Linked DNA regions of Mus musculus: region 2 is linked to region 1. A link is a contact called in public HiChIP or PLAC-seq data. All regions are on one chromosome and are shown on one strand. The core of a region is the stretch at or near the end of the contact, and the rest is flanking DNA. Distances in the headings are between cores, read along the strand shown.

Region 1 (3,531 bases), core at 460-2,959:
TTCTTAACCTCTTCCTTTCGAGGGGCTAGGCGACAAATACAGATTACAGAAAGAAAAATAAACTAAAATATAGGTACGTTATAAAAGAAAAAGGCAATCCAGTTGAGTTTCACGAACAATGTAATATTAGCCTTTGATGTTGAAAAAGAGAGGGAAAAGAATTTAAGACCTGGGGTGGTGGTGCACGCCTTTAATCCCAGGACTGGGAGGCAGAGGCAGGGGGATTTCTGAGTTTGAGGCCAACCTGGTCTCCAGAGTGAGTTCCAGGACAGCCAGGGTTATACAGAGAAACCCTGTCTCGAAAACAAACAAAACAAAACAAAAACCAACAACAGCAACAAAAAGAATTGAATTTAAAAATGAAGAGGCCAACTTTCCAGACACTTAATGGGTGGGTTTTTAGCTTATTTCATTAAGCCAACTTATGAATTTGCTTTTCAATTAAGTGTCATATTACTGTCACAGCTGTGTCTTTTTCTGTCTTCCAACTTCATCCTGGCTGAATGTGGGAAGTGATTCTGCTGTGTGTGTGTGTAATCGGTGAGGTCTGGGGAGGATCTTTTACCACCATTGTTTCCATGGGTGTCCTCGCTCTGGGGGCCTGGCATTCCTCAGGAGTCTAAGGCAATGAAGGAGCAGTGAAGCGCGCAGAAGAGGCACAAAAGAGCCGCAAAGGCTATCAGTGTAGAAAGATCAATTCAGTGTGCACACGAAAGGCCCAGTATGCCTGGGATGAGGAAAAAAATATGCCTTCCTAAAGTGAAGGAAACTGGTTGCCCTGTGGGGGTCCACAAAGAACTGGCCCTCTGGCCAGGGACGATCTTTTTAGGTCCTTTATCAATCTCTCAGCTGGCGCGGCCTCGCCCCTTCTGTCCACAGAGGCTTGGGAGGGTGGGGAAAGCAGAGCAGGGCATCCGCATCTTTCCTCGGCAGGTTTCAGCTTTTTCTAAGTCGCAGAAGCGTCTTCCTTCTTTCATCTTGCAGGCGCTGCAGCTGGGAGACAAGGTGGAGACGCTCAGAGGTGGGTCTCCCGGCCTTGGCTGCGGCTGGCTCTTCCCGGCGGCCAGGGAGGGGTAGGGCGAGGCTGTGCAGCCTTCCCGAGTTAGCTCCAAGCAGCCACAACCCCTCTGTGCGTCCCAGAGCTGTCGATCTGCCTGACAGACTTCTCCTCTCCCGGTTCCTGCCTCAATCCTAGTGAAGCCTCTGTCGGCACCCACACCATCAACCAAGTGACAGGTCCCTGGAAGGCCAGGCAGGATACAGCCTTCCTATCTGGGTCTGTCCTCCAGTTTGCACGGGTGCGCGCGAAATCACACACACACACACCACACACACCCGCCACACAGACCCACAGTCCGCCCTTCCTGCAGAGCACACACCACACACACACACACACACACACACACACACGCACACACACAACTCGCCCTCCCTGCAGCACGCGTGTGCATGCACACACTAAGCTCGCTCCTCTTTTCCCTACAGCACACACACGCACGCACGCACGCACACACAGGCCGACAGACAGACACAAGCGAGCCCACCCTTCTCCCTCCCCGCAGCCCTGGCTGCCCAGCCCCTCTTCCCCGAGCGCCGCGCCCGGCGGCCTCCGCAGGCCCCGCCCCGGGGGAGGAGAGCGGGCCGCGCGCGGGAGCCGGGCAGGGGAGGGGACGGGCGGCGGGGGAGTGTCTGGCTGCCCCCGCCCCTCGAGTGAGCGCCTGGGCGCGGAGGTCCCCTCCCTCCTCGCTCCGAGTCTGCCAGCTCCCGCTCGCTCCCTGCCCACTCCCGGGGGGCCGTTCCGTGGCGCGGCCGCCGCGGCCACCGCTTCTTTCACACTTTAGTTGCCGCGAGCCGCGCGCCGCGCTCAGTGACTGGAGAGAGCTGGCCGCGCGCCGCCTTCCCGCACGCACGCACGCGGGCCCGGCTCCGGGGTTTTCGGCTTTTACTCCAGGCGGCGGGGAGGAGGGGGAGCCCCGGCCACACTGTAGGGAGGAGGAAGAGGAGGACGTGGAGGAGGGAGGAAGAGAAGAGGCGAGGAGGCCAGGGGCGGGGGGCGGGGGGCTTGCCACCTTCAGCCCCCCCCCGCGAGCGCCCAAGGTAAGCGGGGGCCACCTCCGGCGCGCTGGGCATCCCGGGTGGGCGAGGAGGGAGGCCTGCGGGGTGTCTGCCGAAGGGATGGGAGCCGCGATCCCGGTGCTGCCGGCGCTCTTCTCTGGCTGGGGCTGCCGCTGCGGGGCTGCTGGGGCTGCTCGCTGCAAGGGACCGGAGCCAGGCTGGGGGAGTTGGAGGGGGGCGTCTGCTTGCAGGGTGGAGGGGTTGGGATGCGGTTAGGGCTGCTGACGACTTTCGTCACATCGAGGCCTGGGTGGCTGGTGTGAGACACCCCTCCCTTCCCACCCGCACCCCGCGCCGCCCTCAGCCTTCCTGCTCTTCTCTAGCTTTGCCTGTAGCCACTGTTACTTTGCAAGCAGGAGCTGGGAAGGAAAAAAAAAGACACCCAAATTTAGAATCTTTGGCTAAGTCTCCAAGTCCCTTCCCTCGTTCCCACTGATGGATGCGTTTGTGTGGGGGATATGATCCCCGAGATTTCTGAAGTTTTGACCTTTTTGGGGTGGCTTGTTTTCTGTACATCTGCTTGTCTTCCTGGGTGTATTTATTATTCGTGCCCTTGCGCGGCAGCCGGAGGGTGCTTGGTTGTATTACATGAGCAGATTCCTTTCCACCTCTGCAGGCAGTTCGAGAAGTGCCGCGGCGGCTGGGCTGCCTTTGCTGCTTAATGTCCTTCCCTATCATCCGCCCTGCCCCCTCCCTCCAGAGAGAGATATTTTTTATACCCCTCTGTCATGTGTGTGTGGGAGAAGTCCTTAGGCCGAAGAGCTTTCATCGCCCATTCATTCCTCTTGCGAAGGCTCTGAATGGCTCAGGCATGTTGATAACATTTGGGGGGTGCCTATCTTTGCCTGTGGAGTTGCTTGGCCCAAGATAAAAATATACACACCCAAACACGCAGTAATCTTGAGGGAGCAAGCACAGTTTGAGAGGGAAGTGATTTGTTTCCAGTCGGAAGCTGACAACCTAGGAGATACCTTCATCGCCTGTGAGTTCGGAAGAGTGTTTTAAAATAGAGCTTATGCTCTGTGTGGCTGGAAGACAGCCATAAGTTCAGTTGCTCTGCAGCTCTGAAAGTGATACACCCTGACCAACCAGAACCTCAGTGAAGCTCCTCTGTGAAGCTCCTCTGACTCAGACATTGGGAGGGGGCCGCTTGGCCACAGATCCCCTGAACTTTTTTTTTTTTTTAATTTCTCTTTTAGACGTGTGAGGAGCTGACAAGCTCATTACACAAACGGTTATAAGAAACACCTTCCAATTCAAGGCGATGCTGTTCACATTCTACCTAATGAGAATAACCTTTGAGTTTGGTGGAACTGGGATGTACCAGGAGGAAGCAAACATGGGTGGGCCTGGACTACTTCAGTTCCGATGGGGGGGGGGGAAGGAAGATTAGGTGATATTTAAGAAGGGTCTGTT
Region 2 (3,531 bases), core at 590-3,089, 170 kb before region 1:
TTACATTTTGAGCCTCAAGATTGTGAACTGGAAAAATCTTGTTGTGGTGAGGTTCAGCCCTAGCACACACCTTTAGCCCCAAAGCTTTCTGTCAACAAGAGCTAACTAAAGTCAGTGATTCGGTCAAGAGGCAGAGCAAGCAGCCAGTTGACAGGGAGTGAGCATAGAAACCCCAGGAAAGAGAAAGGAGGGTCTCTGAGCTGAAGGGTATTTAAGCCCAAGTAGAGAAGAGGCAGGTTTTTTCCCTCTGAGACATCAGCGGAGTAAGCAGGTCAGCTAAGTGCTGCTCTCTGCCTTTCTTGGCTAGCAGGCTTTCACACCAGCATCTGGCTCCTGAGTGTTTTGTTGTTGTTGTTGTTGTTGTTGTTGTTGTTGTTGCTGTTGTTGTTGTTTTTTGGTAAAACCAAACAGCAGCAATTGTTGTTTTATAAAACAACAAGTGTGTGTGTGTGTGTGTGTGAGAGAGATTGTGTGAGTGCATGTCTATGAGTACGCATATGTGTATGTGTTTGAGTGTGTGTGTATGTGTGTGTGTATATGTGTCATTCATTGCATGTGTGTACATGTGTATGAGTGTGTATATGTATGTGTGAGTGTGTGTGTAATCTGTATGTGTCTGCAGATGACCTTGGAGTCCAAAAGAGGTATCAGATGCCCAGAGTTGGAATTATGTGAGTTTGTGAGACACCATTGTGGGTTCTGGGAGCCAACTTGTGTCCTCAGCAAGAGCAGCATGTGTGTCATCATTGAACTGTCTCTTTGTCCCTGTATCTGCATTTTAAATCATAAATAGATCTTTCTTTAAAGGCACCAAAAGTATTGTGTGGTAGACTCCTGCCTGCAATTTCTGTACTGTTTCCAAAGTAATGATTGCGTATGCATATATTTTTTATTTTCTTTTTTAAACAAGTTAAGTGATTTTTTTTTTATCTATAGACATGGAAGGGGCTTTTCAGTGCTTTTCAGAAATAAAACAGCACAAAAAAAGACATCAGAGCATGCATGTATATACACCCAAAGACTGACTGACGTGCACACAACACAGACACACACAACACACACAAAGACTGTCAGACTCAGAACACAGACAGATACACACACACAACAGACTGACAGACATATCACACAGACACACACAAAGAATGACTGTCAGACATACAACACAGACAGATACACATACAAAGATAGACTGACAGACATACCACACAGACTTGGATACACACACAAAGGCAGGTTGTCAGACACACCACACAGATAGACAGATACACACACAAAGATAGACTGACAGACATACAACATAGACAGATATACACACACACACACACACACACACACACACACACACACGAAGATAGACTGACAGACACACCACACAGATATACACAGGCACACACATAGACTCACATATTGATAAACACGGAATAGGAATAAATAAAATAGAAAAATTCAAGGAATCCAATCGTTAACCCTTTCATTTTTAGAAATAGAAAACCATTATTCCAAGAAGCCAAACTCCTTGTCCAATGCCCCAGTCAGACATCAGAAGAATGGCAAGTAGAAGCCAAGTCTCTTGATTTGAATTTCTCTCAGTCTCTCTGTTGTACATCCTCACCTGGTTGGTTACTACTAACACAGGAACTGCCACACATGTGCCTTACCTCTGTATATACTGAATTTAGAGACCAGGGTCTAAAGCTGCACTGAGCACAGACAGCTCTGAGCTATGCCAGGAAGGGAGGTTGCGTTTGAGCAGAGCTGAGCAGCCACTGTCCAGGGTGGAGAGTGCCTGTCCATCCAGAGTGCCTTGTGATTTATTAACTCCCCACGTTGCCATCTGCTCCTCACAGTCACTGATCCACAACCTCAACCAGCCACCCACCATTCCCGCCTCTGGAGAGATGCACAGCTTAGAGAGGACAGCAGAGGGCTCTGCAGAGGGTCCCAGAGGCACAATGCCAGCTCTCCTTTTGATTTGTTGTCCTTTTCCCCAAAACATAACCGGTGGTAGACTCCCTGGGCTCCTGACAGGCTTGTAGCAAGGTCTGAAAAAGCTAGAGGGAGGTGTCTGGTCAGCTGGTCTGACCTGATCTCGCTTTCCCCTGTAAACTCAAAGCCAATCTCAAGGAAGCAGGGCTTGTCTGACAGAAACCTCCCTCTTGGCAAAGTCTAGTGTCAGGCATTGATGTGAGTGAATTTTCTCTCTCTCTGTCTCTGTCTCTGTCTCTGTCTCTCTCTGTCTCTCTCTGTCTCTCTATCTCACTCTCCCTCTCCCTTTCCCCCCTCCCCCTCTCCCTCCCCTGCCTCTCCCCCTCAAGATTCTATTTATCCTGTGTATGTCAGTACACCACTGCTGCTCTCAGACATACCAGAAGAGGGCATCAGATTTCATGACAGATGGTTGTGAGCCATCATGGTTTCTGGTAACTGAATTCAGGATCTCTGGAAGAGCAGTCATTGCTCTTAACCGCTGAGCCATCTCTCCATCCCCACATGGGCTGTTTCCTGCAGCCTCTTCTTTGTGGTTAGAAATGGTACTCATCAAGAACAGAGGTAAAGCCAGGCAGTGGTGGTGCACACCTTTAGTCTCAGCACTTGGGAGGTAGAGACAGACAGATCTCCGTGAGTTCAAGGCCAACCTTGTGAAACAAACGACCAAGCAAACAAATGAACAAATGAACAGAAACCAGAGCGGTAGCTCAGCAGGTAAAGGCACTTGCCACCAAACCTGACTTGAGTTCCATCTCTGGGAACCACATGATAGATCAGCAGAACCAAGTCCTTCAAGTTGCCCTCTGGCCACTGTATGCACACCGTCGCACTTGTCAGAGGTGGGGAAATGGGCTCAGCATGGGTACACAAAACAAACAAGCACACCAGTAACAAAAAATCAGTCAAATTAACCCAAACCAGCTCTTCCTCACTCTCCTGAGCTGACTTCTTTTTATTCTTCATGATCTTTCCCTCTGCCCTTTCCAGATTGCTCACCCTCTTCTCTCTTTTCTGTGTGTATTCCCCACACATATTTGTTTTGGGGGAATCCATGGCCCTGCATTCTCTCTCCATGAATAATCACTTACATTGTATCCTGTCATCTCTGCCTCCTCGCCTCTCTGCGTTCTCTCCCAGCACGTCCCATAGCAAAAGCTATCTGCACGGAAAAGACCACCAACTCAGTAGGTCCTGTGCTGAGTTCACTGCCTCTGTCTATCTACATCTCTGATTGTCAAGAAAGGAATTTCCCTCCGATGACTAAATCAGGTCCGGGAGCCACACTGAGTCTGTCCTCTTCCTTGCTGCCATGTTTCAGGTATTTATTGACTTAAGATTCTTGATGCAAAACTTAGTGACTTCAGATGAAAGCAACATTTCATTTGGACAGGGCTCCTGCAGAGACAGCATGCACCTTGGCTCTGTGTGATGCTGGTGGAGGTCTGAAGCGAGAACTCACTTCCAAGTCTGCTTGTCCACTTGACTGGCACTGCAGTGGAGACAAGCAGAAAGTTTGCCCAGGATTTTAGGGAGCAAGGGTCT

What was found. HiChIP or PLAC-seq counts read pairs in DNA pulled down with a chosen protein or histone mark.
Region 2: a contact with region 1 is called in an H3K4me3 HiChIP or PLAC-seq map of embryonic hindbrain, with 4 times the contacts expected there. The contact joins the enhancer-like site here to the promoter of 1700025G04Rik in region 1. A contact is called at or near these places in 3 of 39 promoter capture datasets (3T3-L1-derived adipocytes, cranial neural crest and hippocampal neurons), 5 of 484 Hi-C or Micro-C datasets (the HL-1 cell line, myocytes, nephron progenitors and 2 more), 12 of 115 datasets of contacts at active chromatin or transcription factors (bone marrow-derived macrophages, differentiating embryonic stem cells, embryonic forebrain and 9 more) and 1 of 9 other capture datasets (liver).

Annotation. Positions count from the first base shown.
Region 1 is chr1:152,088,498-152,092,028 of GRCm38.p6, reverse strand. 1700025G04Rik (RIKEN cDNA 1700025G04 gene) reads left to right here and starts at 1,709. Exons shown (of 6, transcript NM_197990.3): 1 at 1,709-2,097.
Region 2 is chr1:152,259,984-152,263,514 of GRCm38.p6, reverse strand. All of the region lies in intron 3 of Gm36920 (a long non-coding RNA gene), which reads left to right. Among named protein-coding and RNA genes, the nearest start is that of Gm36920, 28 kb to the left of the region's middle. Within about 2 kb of position 1,839, at least 10 of the 459 cell types and tissues checked have an H3K27ac peak or open chromatin away from gene starts, as enhancers often do.